4 separate regions of the Gossypium hirsutum genome follow, and regions 1, 3 and 4 are each linked to region 2. A link is a contact called in public Hi-C data. All regions are on one chromosome and are shown on one strand. The core of a region is the stretch at or near the end of the contact, and the rest is flanking DNA. Distances in the headings are between cores, read along the strand shown. Region 1 has its middle 40 kb from the start of LOC107911450. Region 2 holds the start of LOC107913663 (glutathione S-transferase F8, chloroplastic). Region 3 has its middle 66 kb from the start of LOC107911450. Region 4 holds the start of LOC107911450 (fra a 1-associated protein-like).

Region 1 (2,700 bases), core at 48-2,547, 630 kb before region 2:
TTCAATAGAGGTGACAAAACACACTCAACTTAAAAATTCTTTTATACCAATTTGAGTTTATAATAATCTAAGTTTGAAAAAAATTTAAATTCCTAATAATTTAAGTATGAGAAAAATTCAAACTCAAGAAAGTTCAAACTCAAGAAAATTTGAGTTTAAAATAACTTGAGCTTGAGGTTGACCTGGGCCCAAGATTGATCTGAGCTCAAGCATGAGATAGATCTGATTTAAAATTTGAAAAAGTTCAAATTTATAATGAAACAAACATCAATAATTAAGTTAAAATATATAATAAGTTATTGCACTTTTTATAAATTTGGAATTTAGTTCATATAATTTTATTTTCAAGAATTTAGTCTTTTTATTTTTTAATTTTTTAAATTCAAGTCCAGTTATTAATACTATTAATTTTTTTGTTAAGCTTATTGATGTGACATTCATAATTAGGTTAAAATATGTCACATTAACATACTTGTCTAGGTTGCATGCCACATGTTAGTTTCACATTGATTTTGTCAGTCACGTAAGCATCTATTAACAATTAGATTGGTCAATGAGAGTTTTCATTATCCAAAGGGCCTGGATGAGTTCTTTCTTTTCTTTTCTTTTCTTTTTTATTAAAGGCTCAATTTAGTGCATTCTTGTGAGGGTTTAATTGATTTTTTTTGCTAAGGATATTTTTACCCTTAAACCTAAATATACTAAATATTTTTTAATATTCAAAATTTAATAATAAAATAACAATGTTTCAAACCTTAATTTAGTAATATAATAAATAATAAAAATCATTTTTGTCAATTCTAATGTTTTTCAAACTCGTGACTTATATATATTAGATAATAATTCAAATAAATAAAAAGTTATATACATATCATATAATATGATTAATTATGTTTGTAAAATTATTATATATTATATAATCATAAACATTACATATAATAAATACTATGTTATATACAATATTTATATTAAAATAAAAATTTATATAAAATATTTCCTTTATATGAATCGAATTTGTATTATATTATCATTATGTAAAAGTAAATTTAATTATTACGTTTGAAACATAATTTATAGAATATCAAAATTATTTAAATTTGACTAAACTCACCCAACTCACCAATCTGAATTTGAGAAAATTCAAGACCGGAAAAATCTAAAACCAAAAGGGCCCAAGTTTGAGAAAACTCTAGCTTAAAAAAGTCTAAACCTAATAAAAGTCCAAGCCCAAAAAAACCCTAGATAGAGAATATAGCTGATCCAAATCCAAAATAATTTAAGTCTAAAATAATTCAAATACAAAGATAGTCCAACCTGAGCCCATCCAAACCATCTTCTTTGCCATCTCTAAATTTAAGAACGAATCCAATGGAAACAAATTTAAAATTTTTCATTAAGTTCTGAAAAAATACAGTGTCTACATTTATATTTTATAATTAAAATTAAATAAATACTTTTATTTATTTAATTTGAATTCTAGTTAGACCAAGCTAACCCAAGTTGATTTCCTTGTCTAAACACAACCCATAAACAAGTATAAATATAACTAAATGATAATTTAAAATAGCATTTTAATAAATTAACAATTTTATATGTTACTATTAAATATTATCCATTTAAATATTTATATTAAAAATAATTTTAACAATATTATTTTTTAAATATTAATATACAACCATTTTTTAATATTTTAAAGATTGGATTCGAAGTTGAAATCTCAACAAACAAAGTTATAAAAGTTTATTAAAATTATTGTAAAGGGATTAAATATGTATTTCCATAAAAGTACAGAGGTTAAAAACATCATTTGACCTCCTACGTATTGTAGTCGGTATTATACTTGTAGTACGTACTATTTTCGGTCAAAATTTTAGTGTGTTTTGATCATTTCGATATATTTAGGCCAATATCGATGTGTACCGACCTGTATCTATTGATACAAAATTTTGATATTTTAAACCAACTTTTAAATGTTTTTCTTAACCATTTTATATTTTCTATAATTATATACCTAATTAATAAATTTAAAACTTATATTTAGATATAAATATATTTATATGGATGTAGTTGAGATACATTTACATGTATATATAATATATAATTTATTTATTTTTACCAAAATAATATATAATTTAAATAAATATTAGACTACAAATGTATATGTAAAACATATTTAAATAAATAATTTATCAAGAAATTAAAAATTAAATTATCTATATGTGTGAAAAATATATTTAAAAGCATCAACAAATCCGAAACCATACACCAAAACATGCCTACGATCTAAAATAAAAATAATATATCTACTGACACAATATTGAGTAATTTACTCCTATATTTTAAGCCAAAAAAAAAAATCCAAATATCTATGTAAAAAAATTTGTTGACCAAGTTCACCACATCAACAAGGCGAATGTTAAGTAGACAGGTCAATTTCCAAAATCATGAGATATAAGGATCAGCATTACTCTAAAGGGACTAATTCTACGACCTAAATAAAGTAAAGAAATTATTCATATGATTTGACGAGCTTTTATTGAATTAATTTGCAGCAAATATGGTTTCACCCAACTTACTAGACAACTCTAAATTATATAAACTTTCTAGTAACTTCGGACTAATAATCCATGTAAATTCTGATTGTTTCGATAGAAAATCTTGTAATTTTATTAAAAAATAATTAAGATAGACAAAATTAAA
Region 2 (2,700 bases), core at 3-2,502:
TCTCGAAAAGTAAACAACAAAGGCAATAACAAGAAGGAATTACAGCAAATCCCTCATAGAGTTTAACAACAAGAGTAGCATGTAGGAAAAGGCGAGCTAACAGAGCAAGGCTGTATCAACTGCTGTGCTTCTGCATATCAACGACCTTTTTCCAGGAATCACGGCTGGAAATCTCAGCCCACCACCTCCCTACATTTTTCTTGGAAGTGAATAGCTCACCCCTATCAGTAGCATTCACCAAATAATGTGTGTTAGGCAAGTGGGAAAGATCTGCCAATGAAAACTCATCCCCGGCCAAGAACCGACTTTCTCCTAGCCTTTTCTCGTACACCTCCAGCGCTTTAGCCAGCTTATCGTGGTTTTGGTTGATCAAGGATTGGTCTTGCTTAATCTTCATTCGGGGTGCAAATGCAAGTTGGAATACCAGAACTGAGCTTGGGGGGTTAAAGCTCTGCCCTTCTGCCTCCAACCATTGATCTATTGAAGCTTTCGCCAACGGGTTGCTCCCATACAATCCCTTGTTCCCCTTCTCTGCATACTTTTCACATACATACCTACAAATCGCCCGTGACTCTACAAAATTCAATTTCCCAAATCAAAATCTTAGCCACAATACTCAAACAAAAAGTACCAACCACAAAATGCAAGTTCGGGAATGATTGATTACCAAACAGGGAGGTGCTTTCGTCTTGAAATGCCGGTACTTGACCAAAGGGCTGTCGAAGCCATGAATTAAAATAGTTTAGCTCAATTTCAGGAAGCAGATAATTCATTCATATATGTATGTACCTGGATCTTGAGGAAATCAGGACTTTTGTGCTCGCCCTTGGACATGTTAACGGGAATAAGCTGGAATTGAACATCTTTCTCAATGAGACAAGCTAAGACCCTAGACACAGCAGTAGACAATGGGGGGCCATGCACTTTCACCGGAGTTGCCATTTGGAAGTGCCGTCTACTTTGTCCTGCGTTAACACACTCCACCCATATAAAAGGATCTTGCACCTAATCCACTACCCACTTTATCCCTTGCTTAACGAGTGGAGTTAAGTGGGTCCACCTAGGACATAATCTCATAAAGAGGGTGTTTTGTACCTACAGCATTTTAGGCTCCATTGGGCTAAGTTTGGGTCTTGAAAATACTTCAAGACATGGACTACAAAGAGAAATATTGGCTGCTACTCTGGAAACCCTTTGCTCTGTGATTTTTGTTTTCTTTTTATGTTTTTATTATGCTTTTGGTTCTATTGCTTTATCAAAAATACCCGCAGGCTTATGTCGGTTTAAATCTTACAACTATCATTTGATAAGTGTTTGCATGCATCTTCTCATAGACAGTTACAATAGATGCTCGCAACGGTACATTATAACTAACTAGGTTATGATGTTGGTAAAAAATTAATTTATATAAAAGTAAAAATGAGCTAAGTTTTAGTTGAAATGATAAAAAATACACATTAAAGCCGCTGATCCACTACATATATTATGTTGCTCCACTTCTACCTATTATTATTACAGCGTACAATGGCATTGGTACCTTTGTCTTTAAACGTTAGGAAGGTAAATCTAATGAGAAGAAGTTTACCTTGTGTATCTCGGATGTTGCTTGTAAATGATAGCTACATTATCAAATGCAATAAAATATAGCAAGCCCCCAAACATATACATCTGATGGAATATCTGATTCAGCTCCTCCAAGTAATATCTCTCGTTTTCATTCAAAGGCGGACAAAATGCTGTTGAATTTCCACCATGCTGGAGGGTTTTGTAAGAACGGTAGTAGCTGTATCTCCATGAACGAACTTACAGCTACTGCCGTTCTTACACCCTTCAGCAAAGTACAAATAAGGCTTCAGGTCTTCACCCCGAGAAAATCTGCCGATGGAACCCACTGCGGCGGCCAAGTCGTTTGGGTTTTGCTGTGGGTGTGGGGTTGGGATGAAAGGGTGTTTAAAACGGGAGGAAGAGCCATTGCAATTGAATGGCTAGCAGGCGTGTTAACTATAAATGGAAAAACAAATCAAATGGAGAAATGAGATACAGACGCTGGAAGTGGAATAAGAGTTGTTGGCAATCAACGTCTATCTTTTTAATAATCTCATTTGACCCCTCAACTTTCATCTCATGTACAATGCGGTACCTATAAGCCCAATTTGATACCTGTGCTATTTCTGCTGTGTATGAATGTACCCAAAGGCTATAACATTGTTTAATTTACACATTGCATTCACAACAATGAATGAAATATGTCGCGGTTTTGAATTTTGAATATAATTTTTACATGTTGATTAAATTTGATAAATTTCTTTTTATTTCTATTTTTAAGAAATAAACAAAACTTCAAAAAAACTTAAAAAAAATCAAACTTATTTTTTGAAAATTAAACGGTAAAAATTATATTCAAAATCTAAAACTTATCATATAATGACGTGTAAATTAAATAATGTTGAAGCTTTGGTTACATCAATATATGGCGGAATAGAAAATTCGACATTTTCTTTATACATATACTATATTCCACATCAGAAGAAAATTTAGGGGCATATTAACCTAAATACAAACTTTTAATCTCCTGTTCGCATGAAATTAGAAATAATCCAAATATTAGCCCAATTTTGAAGCTTAATATAACAAAAACTCATCTAAAATAATTTAATAATCAATTCAACCATAATCGAAAATAATGCTCAAATGTGCCCT
Region 3 (2,700 bases), core at 131-2,630, 660 kb before region 2:
GTCTTTAATTGCTATTAAGGGTTTTTTCTTGTTTTAAGTTCTTTTATCCACCTTTTCCCATGAAACTATCTTTATTTTATTGGTTGCCTATTTAAACTATCTTCTTAAATTTACCCTTGTGTTAAACTAAAATGAGAACTACTTAATTTTCGTTCGGGCAATCAAATGACTCAATTACATCCTGTAAGTGAGTTCGTATCAACTTGTGTGCTAATAAACTCTGCCATAGATCCCATAGCTTCCTGAAGAGAGACTCGTGAACTACCCGTAGGTTTAAATCTTCCCCTATGCCTGCAAATAGATTTAATTACCGATTTCCCATTATGCCACTTTCTTTTCGGCTTTCAACACCATGCCCTCTAGAAATACTAGAAGGATTCCTATGCGCCATTAATAATCCTTTCCCCATTTTGGATTTGGAATTTTTATCCAAATTCTCCTTGAAAGTAACTATTGTATGTCTTTTAAGGTCAAGGACATTAGCAATTAAAGTCACTTTTACCCTATGCCGTCCTTCGAAAGTAGGATTCACATGTAAGGAGATTGCCTTATCTTTTGGAAGAGAAATTGGAGCAGTTGGGTTTTTTTGCACCAATCCGTTGCCTCATTTGAACCCAAATCCAAGGAAATAGGATTTTGACCCATTACCTACTATGACCCACTATTTTCCTGCGGATAGCCCACTGCCTACTGGGGCCCAGGACACTTAGGCGTGAGGCTTGTTGGTTGTTGCGATTCAGCACCCTCATGCGACACGCCTTCAACTCGCGCCGAATTCTGGCCAAACGCCCCCAGCTCCTGCCCAGCGTAAATCTCCCCCAAAAGCCCTGATTTATTTCCTCACTGTGGCCCAACTGACCCTCATCTAATTTTCCTCCAACCGCCAACCCATTCATCAATTCCAGCCCCTTGCCTTTTAAATTTTTAAGAAAGGCAACCTTATTAAACCTAATATTCCCTAGTCCCTTAGTTGGTGCCCCCATATCTGCCATTTGAGCCTCCATATCTAGAAAGGACAAAGCTCCAAATCTAGAACCTTCCAAAAATTCCCCCGAAATTTTTGCTTTAAGCCTACGATTTTCGTCCTATTTGCGTTGAAATTTAAGTTTGACCACCATCCACGGATCGAAGGCTCAAAATCCACTCGTTGTAATCGACCGTTGACTCAAACTTGCGAGGTTAGAGGTTTCTCTTGATCAACAACCACAGCCATATGAGCAAACTACCCCCTCGCACCACACTCCATTTAATATCAAGTTTTACCACTTTCCCACTTAAACTTTTAATCTCTTCTAATATTTTCTTTTGGTATAGGAACCCTGGCAGACCCGAAAAGCGAATCCAGGCTAATACCCTATTTGGGAAAGGTCTCGATGGGTCAAAGCCCACCGTCCATAGTTGAACTATGAGATGGTGCCTAGAAGTGCTCATGGGCCGGGCCAGGCCTGGAAAAAAATTTCAGCTCGATTCCTAGGCCCGGGCCCGGCTCGGCCCGAAATATGGGTTTGAGATTTTTCTCAAGCCCGGCCCGTGGAAAAAATATAAAGCCCGGCCCGTCTTTTTTCTTAAAACTAATTGTTATTAAAATTAATTGTTATTAAAATTATATCAAATATCAAATTATATTTTTTTTGTATATAATGAACAAAAAAATAAAATAAGATTACTTAAAATGTTAAAGCTCAACCTTTTTTTATTTTAAAAGTTTTACTTAAAATAAAATAAGTTTTATTTTAAATTTAATTTGGCAGTTGAAAGGGCCGGGAGCTCAACATTGTTTGATTCCAATCAGTAAATTCCAATGGCTATGTAGAGAACATTGCTACAGAAACAAATGTAAAAAAGAATGGCTATGCATAATATTACATTACATGAATTATATGCAGATAATATAAATGTAGAGAACATTGCTACAGAAACAAATTTCAATGGATATACATTGAAGATGAGTAACAAATCTAAAAGGCTTTAGCATATTGGGAATACTTTGAATAACATTAGAGAGACAAATCAGTCGATAATCAGAGCCTATACGTTGAAGATGAGCCACAGAAGAATCAAGAAACAAATCAATCCAATCTGCATTACAAATGAACCATCTAGAAATTGGAAAAGTGATCCCCTAATCCAAGTGAAAGATGACCTTTTATAACCCAAATCAACCATTCCATGATCAAACATAAAGTCCCAGAAAAGCACATCAATACCCAAACGCACCCTTGCCCCTCATTTTCTCTCTTCATTGGACACAAACACATTAAAATATCCTCCAAAAAGCCATGGTACATTCCCTTGAGGCCTCAAAGATACAAGATAATTCCATAACAACTTACGTTTTGAAGCGTTTGGAGTAGCATAAACAACAATAAAAAGGATACTTTATTTCATACCTTGCTTCACACGATGACAATGGACGACTTGATTTGACACCTCAACGATATCAATCATCAAATTCTCATTCTAGAGAATCCCTTTGCTTCTACTCTAAATGAACAATCAAACTTTGTTCTCCTTATTACCTCATCTACTTTTTTCCCACTTATTCTCATTTCAGGTGAAACTAAAATATCCAATTTATGATACCTCAAAATATTTTGTAAGATAGCACTGAATTTGGAGCTTGCAGCCCCTTGACAATTCCAGCATATGATTTTAATATCCATAAAAAAGGAGAAAGTATAGACCATAAAAACTGTCACA
Region 4 (2,700 bases), core at 29-2,528, 590 kb before region 2:
AACTATCAGGACCACGACAGAGTCTTTGGTAATAATATAAAAATGTTCCCATCGACGATATTGAACTAGAGGCCAAATTTCTTTACATTGAATCATTGACGGTTCAAACCCCCATTCTTCGAGGAACAACATCCTTTTAATTTTTAAAAAGTATTTTTCGACGTTTTATTTGAAAAGTTTAAGGGAATTGCAAAATTTTTTATTTGATGTTGTCACTTCCTTTACCATCGCCTTTGGATTTCGGCGTCTTCTTCAATGAATAGCGCCACTCTTTCGATTCCTCGAAGCTCAAAGCCGGAAAACCTTTGAGTTCCTATTTGCCACCATTTAGATTGGCACCATCCTGCGAGCTTCCAAGTTTCTTGCTTATCTGCCGCCATTTACATCGTCTTTCATAAACTCTTATAGACTCAAATAATTCGTTGTCAGGGGAAATGGCTATGATGTTCTGAAATTTTTATTTTTTGAATTTAAAGCTAACTTTGGTTTTGATGATTAGTGGCATGAGAAGATGAATTAATACTAGCCAATTTTTTAGCTTTTATTTCTGAAAAATGGGTATGGAATTGGGAACATCAATTTCTTTAAAAGTAACGTTTCAGGTATCAAAACCATAAGAACGATGGACTTGAATACTGGCCAAAGTCTGGAACATCAATTTTCAAATTTTAATATTTATTTTATTTTATTAAAATTTACTACTTTTTAATTTTTCATAATTGTTAAATTATTCATAATGTTTATTATTTTTACAGTTGTTTTTAATAATTTTATGATTTTAATATTTTTTCAATTTTTTATAATGTTTAATAACTTATACAAAAAAAATTCTGTAATTTTGCTATTTTTTTCAATTTTGTAACATGTTATTCCAAATTTTGAAAATAAAATTTACATTTTTCTTAATGATTTTTTAACTGATGAACGCCCAGTCAATGGCCACATCAGCAGTCAACAGCCATATTAGCGGGGTAAATGTGGCGTGCTCTAATTGGATAATGGTTTTTTTACCGCTTTCAATGGAACAAAAAGAAGCCTAAATGCCAATACGAGTGTAATTCATGGGCCAAAAGTGAATAAAGCCGAAAACACTCATTTACAAAATTGAAATTCGGGCCAATTGGTAAAAAATAAAACTGGAGAATAGCAAGTGAGAAATTGTTGGGTCAATGCCTTTATCCAAAATCTCAACCATTCAGGCTCAATCATATCATTTTTTGGGCCGGTCATCACCACATTCCACAGGCAGTATAACAGTATCGCTTCCCTTGCCGCAAACGAAACGTAACAGCGAAATATATAATAGTAAGGTCTAGAAACAGCATCGCACAATAGAGAGAGAAAGTAAAAAAAGAAGAAAGAAAATGGGTTGGGTGTGGAAAGACGACCCAAACGACGCGGTTAAATCCGCCACTCTCGACGGCGATCATTGCTCTACCCGAAAGGTGATCCAATCGAAGTGCAAGAACGAAGAAGTCGAGCCTGGAAAGTTCATTCGAAAGTGCGAGAAAACTGAAGAAGTTCTTAGAGAATGCGTTGGAAGGTAAAACCAATCCCAACGTTTAACTTCTCCTTTTTATATTTGATTATTACTGCAAAATTTTTAATGTAAAATTCTCAATCTGTTGTAATCATCAGAAAATATTAGCCCTAATTTTACGTTAACTAATTGAATTACGTAAACTTGATATGCACAATTATTGTAATTGTATGAGGTTACGTTTGAGATATTGGATTTTAAAAAATAGTGAAGTAGTGCGATAAATATAATTGGAACATTTATGATTTTTTTAAAATCAAATCATGATCTTGTATGCTTTTATACGTTTCAAATATATAATCATATCGAATATTAAGCTGATTTATACCTAAAATGTGCATTTGGTTTAGCAAATGAAATCCAAATCCAAAATTTCAAAGTTTATGTTTCTAATCATAGACTTTTTTTTTTATGATTCGGGTTCCTTAGTTCTCTAGATTTTTTTGAGGCATTTTCTATAAAATTTCTATCTAGAAACTAACAAAATATCAAACAATGTATCCAATGAAATTATAAAAATAAGTTAGTAACCCTCAACCTCAGTTTAAATGTTTTTTATTCCTTGCGAGAGCTTGTTCCTTGTGGATTATGACCTGCACCAAAATGAAAATGCTAGGAGAAAAGAAATGTCTCAACAAAATATGACAAAAACAGATAAGGTTTTTAGGATTTAAGGGTTTTAAGGTTTAAGAATTTTGAGAGATTTTGAAAAGGTTTAGAAGTCATGGGATGTTTAGGTTTTAGTTAAAAGTGTTTTGGGTTTTAAAAGAAGGTGTTTTAAGGTTAAAAATTGGGTAAGATTAGGTTTTACTCAATCAGGTTGTACGATGGGTTGGGTCGACCTTACAAAAAAATTGTAGTGATGTCGCGACACAGGATTTCTGTGTTGCGACATCAGGGTTCGATATTGCGACACAGTCTGAAATTATAGAACCTACGTATACTGACTTATATGTAGCGACATAGAGGTGTTGTGTCGTGATGTCGTGGTGATTTTCTTGATTCTTTGAGTTTGTGAGCGGTGTTGTGACACAAAGGTGTCGTGTTGCGACACTGACTCTGTTTCAGTCTCGATTCTTAATTTTCAAAGTGTTTCGGTTCCTGTTCAACAAAAATTGAAATCAATATTAGAGTCTAAACTACTTGTTAATTAAAAATAA

The links. Hi-C and Micro-C count contacts between places; a contact is called where the count stands out from the background.
Region 1: a contact with region 2 is called in a Hi-C map of leaf, with 2.5 times the contacts expected there. The contact joins the enhancer-like site here to the promoter of LOC107913663 in region 2. A contact is called at or near these places in 5 of 34 Hi-C or Micro-C datasets (callus, hypocotyl, leaf and 1 more).
Region 3: a contact with region 2 is called in a Hi-C map of leaf, with 2.0 times the contacts expected there. The contact joins the enhancer-like site here to the promoter of LOC107913663 in region 2. A contact is called at or near these places in 2 of 34 Hi-C or Micro-C datasets (both in leaf).
Region 4: a contact with region 2 is called in a Hi-C map of leaf, with 3 times the contacts expected there. The contact joins the promoter of LOC107911450 here to the promoter of LOC107913663 in region 2. A contact is called at or near these places in 2 of 34 Hi-C or Micro-C datasets (fibers and leaf).

The regions. Positions count from the first base shown.
Region 1 is chrD11:36,509,973-36,512,672 of Gossypium_hirsutum_v2.1, reverse strand. No RefSeq gene overlaps it. Among protein-coding and RNA genes, the nearest start is that of LOC107911450, 40 kb to the right of the region's middle. Within about 2 kb of position 1,297, at least 1 of the 9 cell types and tissues checked has an H3K27ac peak or open chromatin away from gene starts, as enhancers often do. A contact at or near this core is called in leaf, where this site is marked.
Region 2 is chrD11:35,879,681-35,882,380 of Gossypium_hirsutum_v2.1, reverse strand. LOC107913663 (glutathione S-transferase F8, chloroplastic) reads right to left here and starts at 1,252. Exons shown (of 3, transcript XM_016842313.2): 1 at 790-1,252; 2 at 668-716; 3 at 1-573. The coding sequence starts at 942. The coding sequence ends at 116.
Region 3 is chrD11:36,535,226-36,537,925 of Gossypium_hirsutum_v2.1, reverse strand. No RefSeq gene overlaps it. Among protein-coding and RNA genes, the nearest start is that of LOC107911450, 66 kb to the right of the region's middle. Within about 2 kb of position 1,380, at least 9 of the 9 cell types and tissues checked have an H3K27ac peak or open chromatin away from gene starts, as enhancers often do. A contact at or near this core is called in leaf, where this site is marked.
Region 4 is chrD11:36,469,542-36,472,241 of Gossypium_hirsutum_v2.1, reverse strand. It overlaps LOC107911450 (fra a 1-associated protein-like), which reads left to right and starts at 1,278. Exons shown (of 2, transcript XM_016839271.2): 1 at 1,278-1,543. The coding sequence starts at 1,365.